Regions from separate parts of the Pan troglodytes genome. Here region 1 is linked to region 2. Evidence: chromatin contacts called from public Hi-C data. All regions are on one chromosome and are shown on one strand. The core of a region is the stretch at or near the end of the contact, and the rest is flanking DNA. Distances in the headings are between cores, read along the strand shown.

Region 1 (6,862 bases), core at 1,527-4,026, 68 kb after region 2:
GTGTGCTTGAGCTCATGATATAAATGGCATCAACGAAACTGAAAGTAGTAGTGATTCTGTTGACCCACAAAACAGTTGAGTGATTATTTACAGCCTGCATTTCCCAGAATATTGTAAGCAAAACCAAAGCAAAATATATTTGCTTACTTGAAATTGAACCAGAGGCTGTGAATTAGAAAGTGATTCTTATTCTGTTATGTCATTTATAGAATGACATGGCACACCAGGTCACATTGAAGTTAGTTAAATGGAATGTTTAGACTTACCTTTGATCACTGCTGATTAATTGTATTTTTCTCGATGATGATGATAAAACCAGGGCTGGGAGGATAGTAGTGTTATAAGTGCAACCCTGTCCCTTCTACCTGCTGCTCCAGCTGTGGCCCAGCCTCAGGACTCAAGGCAAGCGTCTGCCCAAGCTGGTAGACAGGTGAGTCTGACTCCCAGCAGAGATCTTAGCGCGAGCTCTTTTCCCCTGGACTGGGCCAGAAAAGAAACCTGAAAGCAGAGGCTTCCTGGAGAAGCTTAAACTGCAGGGGTCCCTGGAGCCAGGGGGATGGCAGCATTGATTTGAATGTGAGTGTGCCCACCCCTCTGTGGACACACAGGACTTAAAAGGAGAAAACTGGCTAGGCGCAGTGGCTCACGCCTGTAATCCCAGCACTTTGGGAGGCCGAGGTGGGCGGATCACCTGAGGTCAGGAGTTCAAGACCAAACTGGCCAACATAGTGAAACCCTATCTATACTAAAAATACAAAAAAAATTAACCAGGCATGGTGACGGGCGCCTGTAATCCCAGCTACTGGGGAGGCTGAGGCAGGAGAATAGCTTGAATCCGGGAGGCGAAGTTTGCAGTGAGCCGAGATCGCACCATTGCCCTCCAGCCTGGGTGACAAAGTGAAACTCCATCTCAAAAAAAATGAAATAAAATAATCCTCAGTGGCAGACAGAAAACAAAGTCTGAAAAGCTGGAAGTATGTACTATGGGTGGGAAACTTGTTATTTGGAAAGTTCCAATTCTCCCAGTGTTAATATTTAAATAAAATGCAACTCCAGTGAAAATCTTAGCAGGGTTTTTTTTAATTGAATAAAATAATCTTAAAGTTTGTATGAAAGAATGTCCAGGAATTATCAAGAAAAGTGTAAAGATAACATTTTATGATATGAAAATATGCAAAAGATTAACATATTTTAATACCATAATCAAATTATAATATTACATGAGAATAGACAAAAAGGTCAGTAGAATAGATTAGAAAATATGGAATATTTGACAGAGCTTATTTAATAAATTTAATAAATGGTGTCGGCACAACTGGTTATTCGTCAGGAAGAAATAAATATTGAATCCCTATTTTATAAAAACAAATGGCCCAGGCACTGTGGCTCACACCTGTAATCCCAGCACTTTGGGAGGCCGAGGCAGGTGGATTACCTGAGGTCAGCAGTTCGAGACCAGCCTGGCCATCTCTACTAAAACCCCATCTCTACTAAATGGACAAAAATGAGCTGGGTATGGTGGCGGGCAGCTGTAATCCCAGCTACTTGGGAGACTGACGCATGAGAATCACTTGAACCTGGGAGGCGAACGTTGCAGTGAGCTGAGACCACACCACTGCACTCCAGCCTGGGCGACATGAGTGAGACTCCATCTCAAAAAAATAAAATAAAATAAATGGATTAAAGACATGAATGTAAAATACAAAAAGTAAAAATCCAAGAAGAAAATTATGTTTATCGTAGGAGTGAGTGTGAAGTTAGGAAACCCAAAGAAACAACGGGTGAGGGGGATGAACAAGCAGTTTACAGACACGGAATTCAGATCGCCAGGAAATATGTGAATGGCGTTCGAGTCTGCCGGTATTCCATATGCAAATTAAGGCAACACTGTGCTCAGTGGCTGGCACAGCATTGCCCAGGGCAGTAAGTGCTATTCACTGGTGAGGGGAGAGGAATTTTCATGCGTTCTTGATGGGATGTCAAGCGTTAGCACCTTTTGGTGACACCCAGTGAAATAAAAAATACTACAGCCTTCAGACATACTTCTGGGAATTTCACCCTAAAAATAAAAGCACCTTACTTAGGAATATCTTCATAAGCATCTTTATGGCAGCTTTGTAGTGACCAAAAAAAGCAAAAAGGAAAAAAAACAATGCTGGATATCAAGGGAACCTAATAAGTAGGTAAAAGTTTGAATAAATTATCACAAGTCCATATTATGAAATGTGCAGGTCCCTAAAAGAATTTATCACAGGCAAACCAGTTGACTCAGAAACATTTCCAGGAGGTATTTTGAGTAAGAAGTTAACATGTGCATAAGGATGTATAGAATGATTCCATTTTTGAGAAGTAAACAATGACCAAGAAGCTCCTCCATCTATTTCTGTATCCTTCATGAGTGGAGCATTTGCATGTCTGTCCCTGAGTGTGTATAATGCATTTCACGTGGCACCTGTGACTCATCGCAGGAGGCTGGCCGTGGGCAGGTGCTGTTGTCTGTGGGGGAGAGCCTGGCTGGTCGCTCCTACTTTTGGTACCAAAACTTTAATTGCTCTTCCAGGACTTAGATAATGCTTTGGAGAATTCTTGTAGCCTTATAAAAGGAATGTGAAGGACTGGTTAGAATCAGTGCACCCACACAGCCTAATGAGCCACGTAAAGTTGACTAGACAGATCGTCAAATGCAGATGATACACACACACACACACACCCTCTGTGTTGGCTGAAGGTGGAGTGAAACTGGCCTAACCCCACTGTCCTCCAGGGGGATTCAGTGAGGCCCGAATCCCCTGCTCCTGTCCTGTCCTCTCACTGTTGCCTTTCAGTGGCTCCTGCACCCTCCAGACTGCCTGATAATCTCCTCTATTGGAGGCCACGTACCTGCTGCAGAGAATGTGTCACATGGCTGTAGTCTTAGGCAACTTAGGTGGGGGCTGAGAACCCAGGGCAGGAATGAGTGGTTTCTGTCTGCGAAGTGGCTCAAATTCAGCATGGAAAGAACGGAGCCTTCGTGGAATGCAGGCAAATACAGTGAATGTTTGTGCCTAAATGACCGCGTGGGGCTCTGCAGGTGTAGGATGAGGGAGGAGTCCAGTCTTTTCTAGTGTCATGAAATTCCCACCGCAGCTGCCTGCTGCTCCCCGGACGGGATTTCCTCTCGCTGCCAGTGGGAGGGGTGGGGAGGGCTGGATGTGGCGAGGGAGTCTGTAGACAGAAGACATTGCCAGCTCCCGGCCCCGCCGCCTTCCCCGCACACTCGTCGCGCTGTGACTCCCGGCCCCGCCGCCTTCCCTGCACACTCGTCGCGCTGTGACTCCTGGCGGTTTCCTGGGTTCTTCCAGAAGATTGGCACCTTTCTTCTCCCACCCCCACCCTCCACCCGCGATGGCATCTGCTGTTTATTTTTGTTGCTGTTCTGTGTGTTGCATGGACGCTTTAGCAGCCGTGATGCCCGCGTGTTCACAGGGCCCACTCAGCCTCCCACCTCACATAAGTGTGGAGTTCAGTTGCTGCAGAGGCTTTTGCCTGATCAGTTTTTAATATCTACCTGATGTCGCAGGTTGATTTTGTATGTAACTTGTTGAAAGGCACTTGTGTAAAAAGGTGTGAAGAAAGCTGCTTTTATGAAAGCAGACGTTTCCCAAAGGACTTGACCCCCTCCCCAAGTATTTCCACAGGGATGGTGTGGCTATGCAGAGGTGAGGGTGCTTCCCTGAAGCGCTTTGGTGAGAATTTGCTCACCTGGCTAGGGGTTTGCTTACCAGTTCATCTTAACCTAATTAAGTTTGCATTGTCTCTGGAACGCCACGTTTGGGGGATAAAACTCATAGAAATACTGAAATATAGCAATGTTGTTGAAAACCTGTGGTTATGTAAATATCCTCAGAACTCTTTGTGCTGGAGTAATATGAAATCTCGATGGCTTTGGCAGCAGCCTTCCAACAGGTCTGCGGGGTGCAGGTGAAGGTGACCTTTCCAACATCAAGGAGAAGGGCCAGAGAGGCGCCCGGACTCACAGCGGCCCTTTTCTGGACCCTTCCCAGGGGCAGAGGGCCAGAGAGGCACACTCTGATTATGGTCCATCTTTATAGTAACGCTGGGACACAGGCATTGTCATGCCAACTCCATAACTGATGGCCAGGGAGTGTAAGTGATGTCACCAAGGCCAGAAGCCACAGAGAGGCACCAAGATCCCAGCTTAGGCCTGTCTGCTGCCGAAGCCTATATCCCTAACCAGGATGTGAGACCCCCACTCATTACATAACAAAACTAGAAAAACTTTTCTGCTTATTTATGAAAAAAAGGGAGCATTTCTAATCGGATATGTTTTCCACAGGTGGTTCCTCCCCAGAAATATTAAATCACAAAGGATATAAAATTCTGTTTTAAGCGGCGGCCTGCAGAATCTCTTTTTCCTTTCTTCTGCGCCAGGTTAATGTTAGAAACTTCAGCTTCTCCCTGCACATGATTCTCCCTCAGCCGGGGAATGTCCTGTATTCCTGCCCTAGCTGTGGCTTTCTTCAGTCAGAGGTGAATTGTAGTGGCGATGCTTAGGTCCTTTGGGTGTGGCCAGATTGACTTCCATGGGAGGCAGCAGGGAAAGGTGGGCAGAAACACCTGGCTTCTGAAGGTGCCAAGGAGGAGAAGTGTCCAACAAGGCGGCAGGTGAATGGAGAAAGGCCGCAGATACCAGCTTGATACAGAGAGGAAGGGCTGCAGGCACCCGCCCTGGGTCTCAGGATCACACTCCCAGCCCCTCACGTCCACCTTGGGTGGAGAACTTAAAACACAAGCAGGAGCAGCCAGGGGGCCCCAAGCAGTCGGGGAGCAAATGAAAGCACTCTCTTCCTGAGATGCCAGGAGGTCAGCATGGCGCCTCCAGGGAGGACCAGCTCTGCCAAGGGAGCTGCCGGGCAGATGATGACTTTGCATTGTAAAGTAGAGCCCTTGGCTAGTTTTTGGGGACAGTGTTTAATTATAGCAGAACAGCCCAGTGATGACGGCAGAGTCACGTGACCATGGAGCAGCTGCATCCCGTGTGACATGCCAGGACTCAGTGACGTGGCCCACGTGCTGCCAGCTATAAATCAGGGTGTCTAGCTCCGATTCAAAAGCCCTGGCCTTTTGAAAGTGGCCAGCCGTGTTGGCCACTCCCTCCTGAAGAGGAGGGGCAGGACTTCCGGCTGCTGCCTGCCTGGGCACTGGGGTGGCTCCCTGCCCCGCGTTCTGTGCCCTGACCTGGAGCCAGCTTTGTGCACTGCCCTCCAGACCCCTGGCCTCTCTCAGGTTCCAGCTCACGAGGACACCCCTCTGGTATCATGGGCACTGAATGGGCACTCGATCCCCCTAAGGGACACCCCTCTGACCACAAGGACTTCACTTGCCGCCATCACTCACGCTTGATGGGGCAACTCCTTTGAGTCTTGAATAGTGCAGAATGATCACTACAGAGGCCCCTGAGAAGAGAAGCATGGGAGTGACAGAGGCCACCAGGGAGGGACACACAGTCACAGAGCACATTCTGTCTTCCTCAGTTTCCCCCGCAACAAGACGAGCCCCTGCCACATGTGGCGCTGTCCTGGAAGTGTTGTTCCTCTTCCCAAGGAATGCGCTGAGGAAGAGCCCACTTAGGCCCCTCTGCCTCCCAACGAGAAGCACCCACTCAGGCCCCTCTGCCTCCCAACGAGAAGCACCCACTCAGGCCCCTCTGCCTCCCAACGAGAAGCACCCACTCAGGCCCCTCTGCCTCCCGACACATGAGCTTTCCTCTCTGCCCAGGGTTTGTTTCACAAGGGCCGTGCCATCCTAAGCTCTGTGCAAAAAGCCTGGTGTTCAGCGTCACGGGTCCCAGTGACTTCTGTAACTGGGCAGCAGCCTTGTCTGCAGAGGGGGAGACCGAGGCAGGGGCAGCAAGTAACATGCTCACACAGCCAGTCACCAAACTCCAGGGTGATGGCTTTCCCCTCCTCCCACCTCCCAGACAAGTGTCTCCAACCCTGGCCCTGCTTGCTGGTTCTGTGGACAGTTTGGTGGGTGGGTGGTCCCCTGCCCCAGGGATATTTTTAAATTGAGGTATGATTTACACTTACTAAGTATACAAATCTTCAGTGTACAGTTTGGCAGATCTGTACATGCCCATAGGGGTAGTCATCCTCTAGGTTAAGGGATGGACCCTTTCTGGCTCCCAGACAGCTCCCCATCCCCTGTCCCACATTGTCCCCCTTTAGGTAACCGTGACTCTCACCTCTAGCCGCATGGATTCGTTGCCCATGCTTGGACTTCCTATGAGTGGAATGCTGCAGTCTGTACTCTTTCGTGTCTGGCTTCTTCTGCTTCATGTTATGTTTGTGAGGTTCATCCTCATTGTTGCCTGGACCTGTAACTTGTTCTTTTTCACGGGTGTGTGGCGTTGAGTTGTGTGAATCTAGGAAAATGTACCCCTTCTTCCTTGTGGACAGGTGGTCAAGGATGACAGGCAGTCGGCTTTCAGCTTGGAGCTCTTAGAACTAAAACTGCTCCCGAGGCTCGTCTTCCGGTGGCATATGAAGATGGCTTATGTTCGTCACGTGCTCAGGAGTGGGGTTGCTGGAGAGTCCTGCTGAAACGTCACCAGCAGGCATTCTTGTGGGTCCTGCAGACACACCGCCAGCAGCGCCTTGTGTCCCTCTTAGAATGCAGGGTGCAGGTGCCCTGGGCAGGCTGCTGGGAGAGGAGGGGTGACTGTTCCTCTCTGTGCCCCATGCTGAGCCTCACTGAGGGCACTTCCTCTCCCTGCTTCTGCCCTCCCATCACGTCCCAGGGTGAGCTCCACAAGTACTGCACTGCTTGGGATGAAGCTGACGTCAGGTTCAGCAGCCAGAAC
Region 2 (6,580 bases), core at 1,171-3,670:
GACTAGCAGCACCTGTCCCCACTGGAAACTTGCTACAAATGCACATGCTCAGGGGTGGATCCGAAATTTGGGATGGGGCCCAGCCATCTGTGATTGGACAGGCTCTCCAGGTGATTCTGATGCAGCTCAACCCGAGAACCATTTCTCTTGGGGAAGTGGCTTTGTGGAGGAATGCCACTACAGATCCAATACAAAGAATGGCCCTGGGAGGTTGGCAGTCAGGTGTTCAGGTCAGGTTTCCTCAAAGGCAAGACTCCTATATGACAGGAAGATGATCCTGTGACTTCATAACTACAGATGTGTGTGTGTATATGTATCTATGTGTGTGTGTCTATGCCATTTGTATACACTTTTTTTTTTTTTCTTCCTACAATGTGATGAAGAATCAAATTGCAGGCTCTTAATCCACAGAAATTCCCCCTTGTGATCTGAGGCTCTGCCAAGCAGTGGCCCCTCCCCAAAGCAGCCCCAGTTCTCCACTTCCCTCCTGGCCCCCACCCTTGATCATGGCTCCTGAGCATTTTGGGTTTTGTCCAGGGGCTCACTAAGAGCTCTGAGCAGGAAGTTCTCACTACAAAGATTCAGCTGTGGGCGAAAACCGTATCATTTCCCCAGGTGACGTGGGGTGTGAGGGCAGGGCTGGAGTGCCCTGGGTTCACTGGGGAGCTGCAGAGACTATCACTTGCCTTCCAGGAACCCTTACCGTGTGCCAGCTTCCACAGGACTGTGGTGGAAATGTGGTCAAGGTCTTAGGAGCAGGCCACACGGGGATGGTTCATGCACTGAGGGAGGGGTGTGGAGCCTCTGATTCTGATGGGACTCCCAGGGGTGCTCACAATGGCAAATGGGCTGCTGTTACCTCCTAGCACTGGACTCTGGGTCACCCGCAAGTGTAGGTCACTTCCTTGCTGGTCAGTAATGGGGCACAAGTCACCACAGCAGGCGCTGCTCCTGAAACTCTCTTCAGGGATAGCACGGGGGGAAGTGCAGGCAGCAGGCAGAGCATGGAGGTCCGTGTGGTGCTCAGTCACTATGGCAACTAGAGATCACAGAGCCACAGTCACCATCCCCCTAGGGCACCTGCCCAGGGAAAAGGAGAAATGTAAAACCACAAGCATACAATTAAGAACAGGTGCAGAGACCCAGCGGCTTCCAGGGCAGCTTTGAAGGGATCCCTCATCTCTCTGGTCCCAGGACATCTGTGCCAAGGGCCAAGAATGGGCCTGATTATAAGGAGCAGCACTGAGGTTCCGATTAAATGCTCAACCCTGCCTGATCTCTTACAAGGAAAGGGTGTGATATGTCCCCACCCAAATCTCATGTTCAATTGTAATCCCAAGTATTGGAGGTGGGGCCTGGTGGGAGGTGACTGGATCATGGGGGTGGATTTCCACCTTGCTCTTCTCATGATAGAATTCTCACGAGATCTGGTTTAAAAGTGTGTGGCACCTCCTCCTTCTCTCTCTTCCTCCTGCCCTGATCTTGTAAGAGGTGCCTGCTTCCCTGTCGCCTTCCGCCATGATTGTAAGTTTCCTGAGGCCTTCCCAGCCATGCTTCCTATACAGCCTGCAGATCCCTGAGTCAATTAAACCTCTTTTCTTTATAAATTACCCAGTCTCAGGTAGTCCTTTATAGCAGTACAAGAACAGACTAATACAAGGTGTCCATGGGGAAAGACACATGGAGAGATTTGGGCAGAGAAGAAAGAGAGGCTGGAAATTTGGAGCTGCCAATTCCCCTGAACCCCTGTTGTCTACAGAGGCAGCTCCCCTTTGCTCTCCCTTCTCTTTCTCCCCTCCTCTCTCCTCCTTTCCCTCCCCCTCCCTTTTGCCCCCTTTTCCTCCTTTCACCTCCCATCCCCCATGGAACCCAACACTCCTCTATTAAAAAGCCTTGCAATGACTGCACCTGGGGAAGTTGCCTCTTGAGCTGATGCCACTTCCCCAGGACCCACCTCACACCTCTCATTGCCTCCAGTCCCAGAAAACAGTTGAGACCATCAGAGGCAGGGTGAGGAGGGCCCAAGACCCCCCTGGGAGGAGGTTGCCTCAACATGGAGCTGCAGGTCCACTCCAGCAGGTAGCAGCTAGAGCCTGGGAGCAAGTGTGGGGTGGAGTCTGACAGTGCCTGCCCCACATGGAAGAGAGCGAGCCTGGATTAGGCTGGGTTTCAGGGTTTAATATGTTGGCTCAACCCCTGAGAAAGTGGTTAATAATCCTCCAGGTTGGCTAATTGGACAAAGTTAATGAGATTGAAAAGCTTGAAATCCTGGCACGCTCTAGAGAACAGAGCTCAAAGACTCAAGGAAATAGAAATGTAGAAAGGCGCCTACTATTTTCAACTGACTCAGACCTTCCCTAATATGCTTCTTCCCCAAGGGGCCCAGAGGAAGAGAGGAAATGCATTGGTGAGTCCTTCACCAGCTCTGTGGGCCGTCCTCTGTGGGCTGGAGGCCGCGCCACTCTAAGCACCAGAGTAGGGGTGGCTCTTAACCATCAGAGACAAGGCAGGTCTCAATGCCCCAAGGAGCGAGGGATTGCAGGTAACAGTATTTTGACCCATAATTGTCTATGGCAATGGGTCCTTGGTCACAGGCACCCCAGACATGAGACAGAGACCTACTAAGTGCTGTTTGACATATTTAGGTGGGGAAAGCCCAGGTCTGCTAGGAAGAATCCTGCCTCATGGCTAAATCCCAGGTACCAGACTTAAGGCAGTTTGTCACCTTTATCACAGGGTTCCAACATGAGGGCCCTTGAACTCTCCTATGGTGAGAGGCCATCTGTTTCCTGCTGGGATCCTGACTGAGAGGATGGTGCCTTCACAGACCTCACATTTCAGTGAGGGGGAGGGTCAGCACAAAGGTAATTATGCAAATTAACACAGCAGGAAGTTCTTATCAGGAGATAAACAGTACAAAGTCATGCACAGCATATCCTGTTAAACCAAAATACAAAGTAAATAGTGAGAAGTAGGGTTTGATTTAGAGTCTATCTTGATCAATTAAAAATTATGAACATTGGTCCATTTTACCTTGTATTTTAAAAAGGTAAATTAGGCAAAATTGCAACTATGCCCAAATTCTTAAAATAATAGTAAGTCAACATTAACGGTGGCGGTAGAGTTCTTATACATTTTCTGACTATGTTTTATGAGAGCAGAACGCAACATTTTTAACTTCATGTTTGACTTAATACATCATGTGTTCAGCAAAAGAGTCATTTTTACAAAAATGTGTATGGCCTTTAATTTTCCCAAGAGCTCTTCATCATCCTTTGAATTAAATTATTTGTTTTGTCAGGGCTGGTTTGTTTCTGTTTGTTTGTTTTTTCTTGTATCCCCCTAAGTAAGGAAACAAAGGACTAGTTGTTGACAGTCTCATACCCTATTGTTACTTAGTCTCATTTTTCCAGAACCTCCTTTGTCAGTAGCTTTGTGTATAATTTGAGTAGTCCCCCACATAATGTTAATCAATTCCATGAAACCTTACAGCGTTTCCAAGATTGAAAATTTCCCTTTGCCATCCATTGGTGTTATATTTGTATTGTGTTGTGGAAAATTTGACAATCAGAAAAACTGATTGCCAAGCACGTGGACACAATGGTTAGAGGCAGAGAGATGCTCAGGCTAAACAGGGCAGGTGTTCAGTGAGGGTGCAGCCTTTAAATGGTGCGTTTGTGGCAAATATTTTCAAGGCAGTCTGACCACTTTTGCTTCTCTACCAACTTTCTAATACGGGGTCCGAATAACGAATGCTTGGAGGGCATCCCTGGCCTACCCCAGCCCCAGGCACAGTGCCTGGCACACCCTTAGCTTTCCAGAAATAGTTATTGACTGGATGAATTGCAAATTATGGTAAATGGCATTGGTAAAAAAAAAAAAAAAAAAAAAAAAAACTTCAGCCAAATTAAATTTAAAGGAGTTTAATTGAGCAATGAATGATTTGCGATGCGAATCAGGCAGCCTTCTGAGCCAGGGTAGGCTTAGAGACTCCAGCTACGTGATGGAAGCATATTTATGGACAGAAAAAGGAGAGTGACGTACAGAAAACAGAAGTGAGGTAGGGATGCAGCTGCATTGTTTACAGCTCGGCATTTGCCTATTTGGATACAGTTCGAACAGTTGGCTGCATTTGATTGGCCAAAACTCAGTGATTGGCACAGGTGTAGGCCAATCTGCTTACACCTCCACTTGTTAGTGTTCACGACTTACAGAGAAACCTTTAGGCTGAACTTAAGTATGTACGGAGGCTAAACCTGGTTTAACAGCATAAAGAAAAACAAAAGAGCCAGGAAAGAGGACACCAGAGAGGCCTTAAAGAGTCTAGAGGCAGGGAAGGCCTCTGTGCGGGGTGAAATGGGAGGAAGTGGCTGAGGAAAAGAGGAGCATGGGGCAGGAAGTACGGGTCAGGTCAGGCGAGGGTACCACGTGTGAGTGTGAGGCAGGAGCGCAGCAAGGTGGAGATGGGGAAGGCGCGATGACGTGGGCCCTGCAATGACGCTTGTCTCTGTAAACCACAGAGCAGCAGCGGTGGACAGGGACAGAGGCAGTAAACACAGGGCATGATCCCCTCCCCACCCCAGGGCCAGCAGCCCTAAGGAAGAGTGACTTAGGAGAGTAGTGGCTGACCAGCTCCAGCAGGGCCTGGGGTCTGTAATCCTGCTTGAGGGCTTCCAGAATTCCAGTGCTGCATGCTACTTTCGGTTTAGAAATAAAAGTATTCAGCTGGGTTTGGTGGCTCATGGCTGTAATTCCAGCACTTTGGGAGGCCAAGGCGGGAGGATCGCTTGAGCCCAGGAGTTTAAGACCACCCTGGGCAACATAGCAAGACCCTGTCTTTACAAAAAATAAAAAAAATGAGACTGGCTTGGTGGTATTCACCTATAGTCCCACTACTCAGGAGACTAAGGTAGCAGGATCTCTTGAATTAAGAGGTTGAGGGTATAGTGGGCTGTGATTGCACCACTGCACTCCAGCCTGGGGAACAGAGTGAGACCCCATCTCTAAAAAAAAAAAGAAAGAAAGAAAGAAAAGCATTCTCATAGTGTGATTCCCTTGTACCTGTAATAGGTCCATTGCCTGATACACTCTGCAAATCAATATGCTAAGACCCTGAGCTGCAGCAGAGAAAGAGGCTTAATCATGGGGCTACCAGAAGAGGAAATGGCAGGAAACCTCAACTCTATCTCCCCAATGAGTGTGGGGCTAGGGTTTTTAAGGGTTTTGGCGTAGGCTGCAGTGTGGAGATGGTTGATAGGTTGGAGAGTGGAATGAAGCCGTGGACAGGGAGATGGAAAAAGGGTGTTCTCATGCTGACTCGGTTCCTGTTGTGGGGATCTTCAAACCGGTTGGCAACAGCTGTTCTGCTGGAATTCAGGATCTGCTTAAGCAATTCTTAAACAGAAGCCTTACGATTCTAACAGCAGGGAAGTTCCTGTCTAGAGGAACAGTGGGGTGCAGATGGTTGGTATCTCATGCTATGGGACTTTCCCTTACAAGGAAGTGGGTCAAAGTGTAGCCTGATTAATGTTTAATTATAATGATATTTCTGTCCAGAACTATTCTTAACCCTGAACCATGGCTCCACCATGATTTCAGATAGCAGCGGCAGCAGCTCCCTTCACCCTCCGCCTTTCTTTCTCCACCCTTTTCTACCTTCTGTCCCTTCCCTGCCTCCCTCTATTAATGGTGCCCTGACTACAGTTCCTCCCCTTTCTCCACTATCTACTTGCCCACTCAAAACCACCACCATAACCACAAAATGCTGTGTGCAGTCCCAACAAGAGTGTCCTCTGAGGCTGCGATCTCAGGGCAGGAGAACAGAGAAGTTATCCAGGGTCAGGGCCAGCCCTCATACCAGCTGGGGGAAGAGCAGGTGGAGTTGAAGGGTTTCTCCAAGGTGGAGGTCCCAAAACCCCCGCTCAGGAAGGCATTGATGCAGGGTGGTGCTAGACATCCCCTAGACAGGCTCCGGTGAAACTGCCTTTGCAGTATATTATGACAGTAAGAGAAGTCCGACATCATTGACTCTATCTTGCTTCTGACTACCACGCCATCCTTGGTCATTCCTGGGCACAGGCCAAGCTAACTTTGGGGAGAATTTATAGTTTAACTTGAAAGCAAGGATGATAACAGTCCCTTCCTAAAACTAACCCCATCCGTGCTCAGGAACTGAAAACCACCTTGTAAGACTAATGAAAGGCCACAAGAATAGGATTATAGGAGGGACCTGAATTCTGCTAAAATGTAGGCATAGTTTCTATAATCCCTTCTTTCCAGGGGCCATGTGGGGATTTGTGATTTTTCCCAATTGCTTCTATAAATAACATCACTATTGTAAAACCTAAGTTTTTTTTTTTAATTATTATTATTTTTCCAGACTGACCCTTTGGGGATCTGGGACTCATGACTCAACCGGTCTTGTGGCCCCACCCAGATGCAGACTCAGTACATGTGGACCATTTTCTGCACCCCTATGATTTCATCCCTAACCAATAAGCAGCACCCATTCCCTAGCCTCCTGCCCACCAAACTGTCCATAAAAACCCTAGTGTCCAAGGCTTTGGGGAGAATGATTTGA

The links. A called contact is a pair of places that touch in the nucleus more often than the background predicts.
Region 1: a Hi-C map of induced pluripotent stem cells shows a contact between it and region 2, with 1.6 times the contacts expected there. The contact joins two enhancer-like sites. A contact is called at or near these places in 3 of 7 Hi-C or Micro-C datasets (induced pluripotent stem cells and stem cell-derived neural progenitor cells).

Annotation. Positions count from the first base shown.
Region 1 is chr22:43,178,690-43,185,551 of NHGRI_mPanTro3-v2.0_pri, forward strand. It overlaps SLC37A1 (solute carrier family 37 member 1), which reads left to right. Exons shown (of 22, transcript XM_063803463.1): 6 at 6,459-6,862. The coding sequence starts at 6,740. Among named protein-coding and RNA genes, the nearest start is that of SLC37A1, 32 kb to the left of the region's middle. Within about 2 kb of position 2,777, at least 7 of the 24 cell types and tissues checked have an H3K27ac peak or open chromatin away from gene starts, as enhancers often do. A contact at or near this core is called in induced pluripotent stem cells, where this site is marked.
Region 2 is chr22:43,111,096-43,117,675 of NHGRI_mPanTro3-v2.0_pri, forward strand. No RefSeq gene overlaps it. Among named protein-coding and RNA genes, the nearest start is that of RSPH1, 36 kb to the right of the region's middle. Within about 2 kb of position 2,421, at least 4 of the 24 cell types and tissues checked have an H3K27ac peak or open chromatin away from gene starts, as enhancers often do. A contact at or near this core is called in induced pluripotent stem cells, where this site is marked.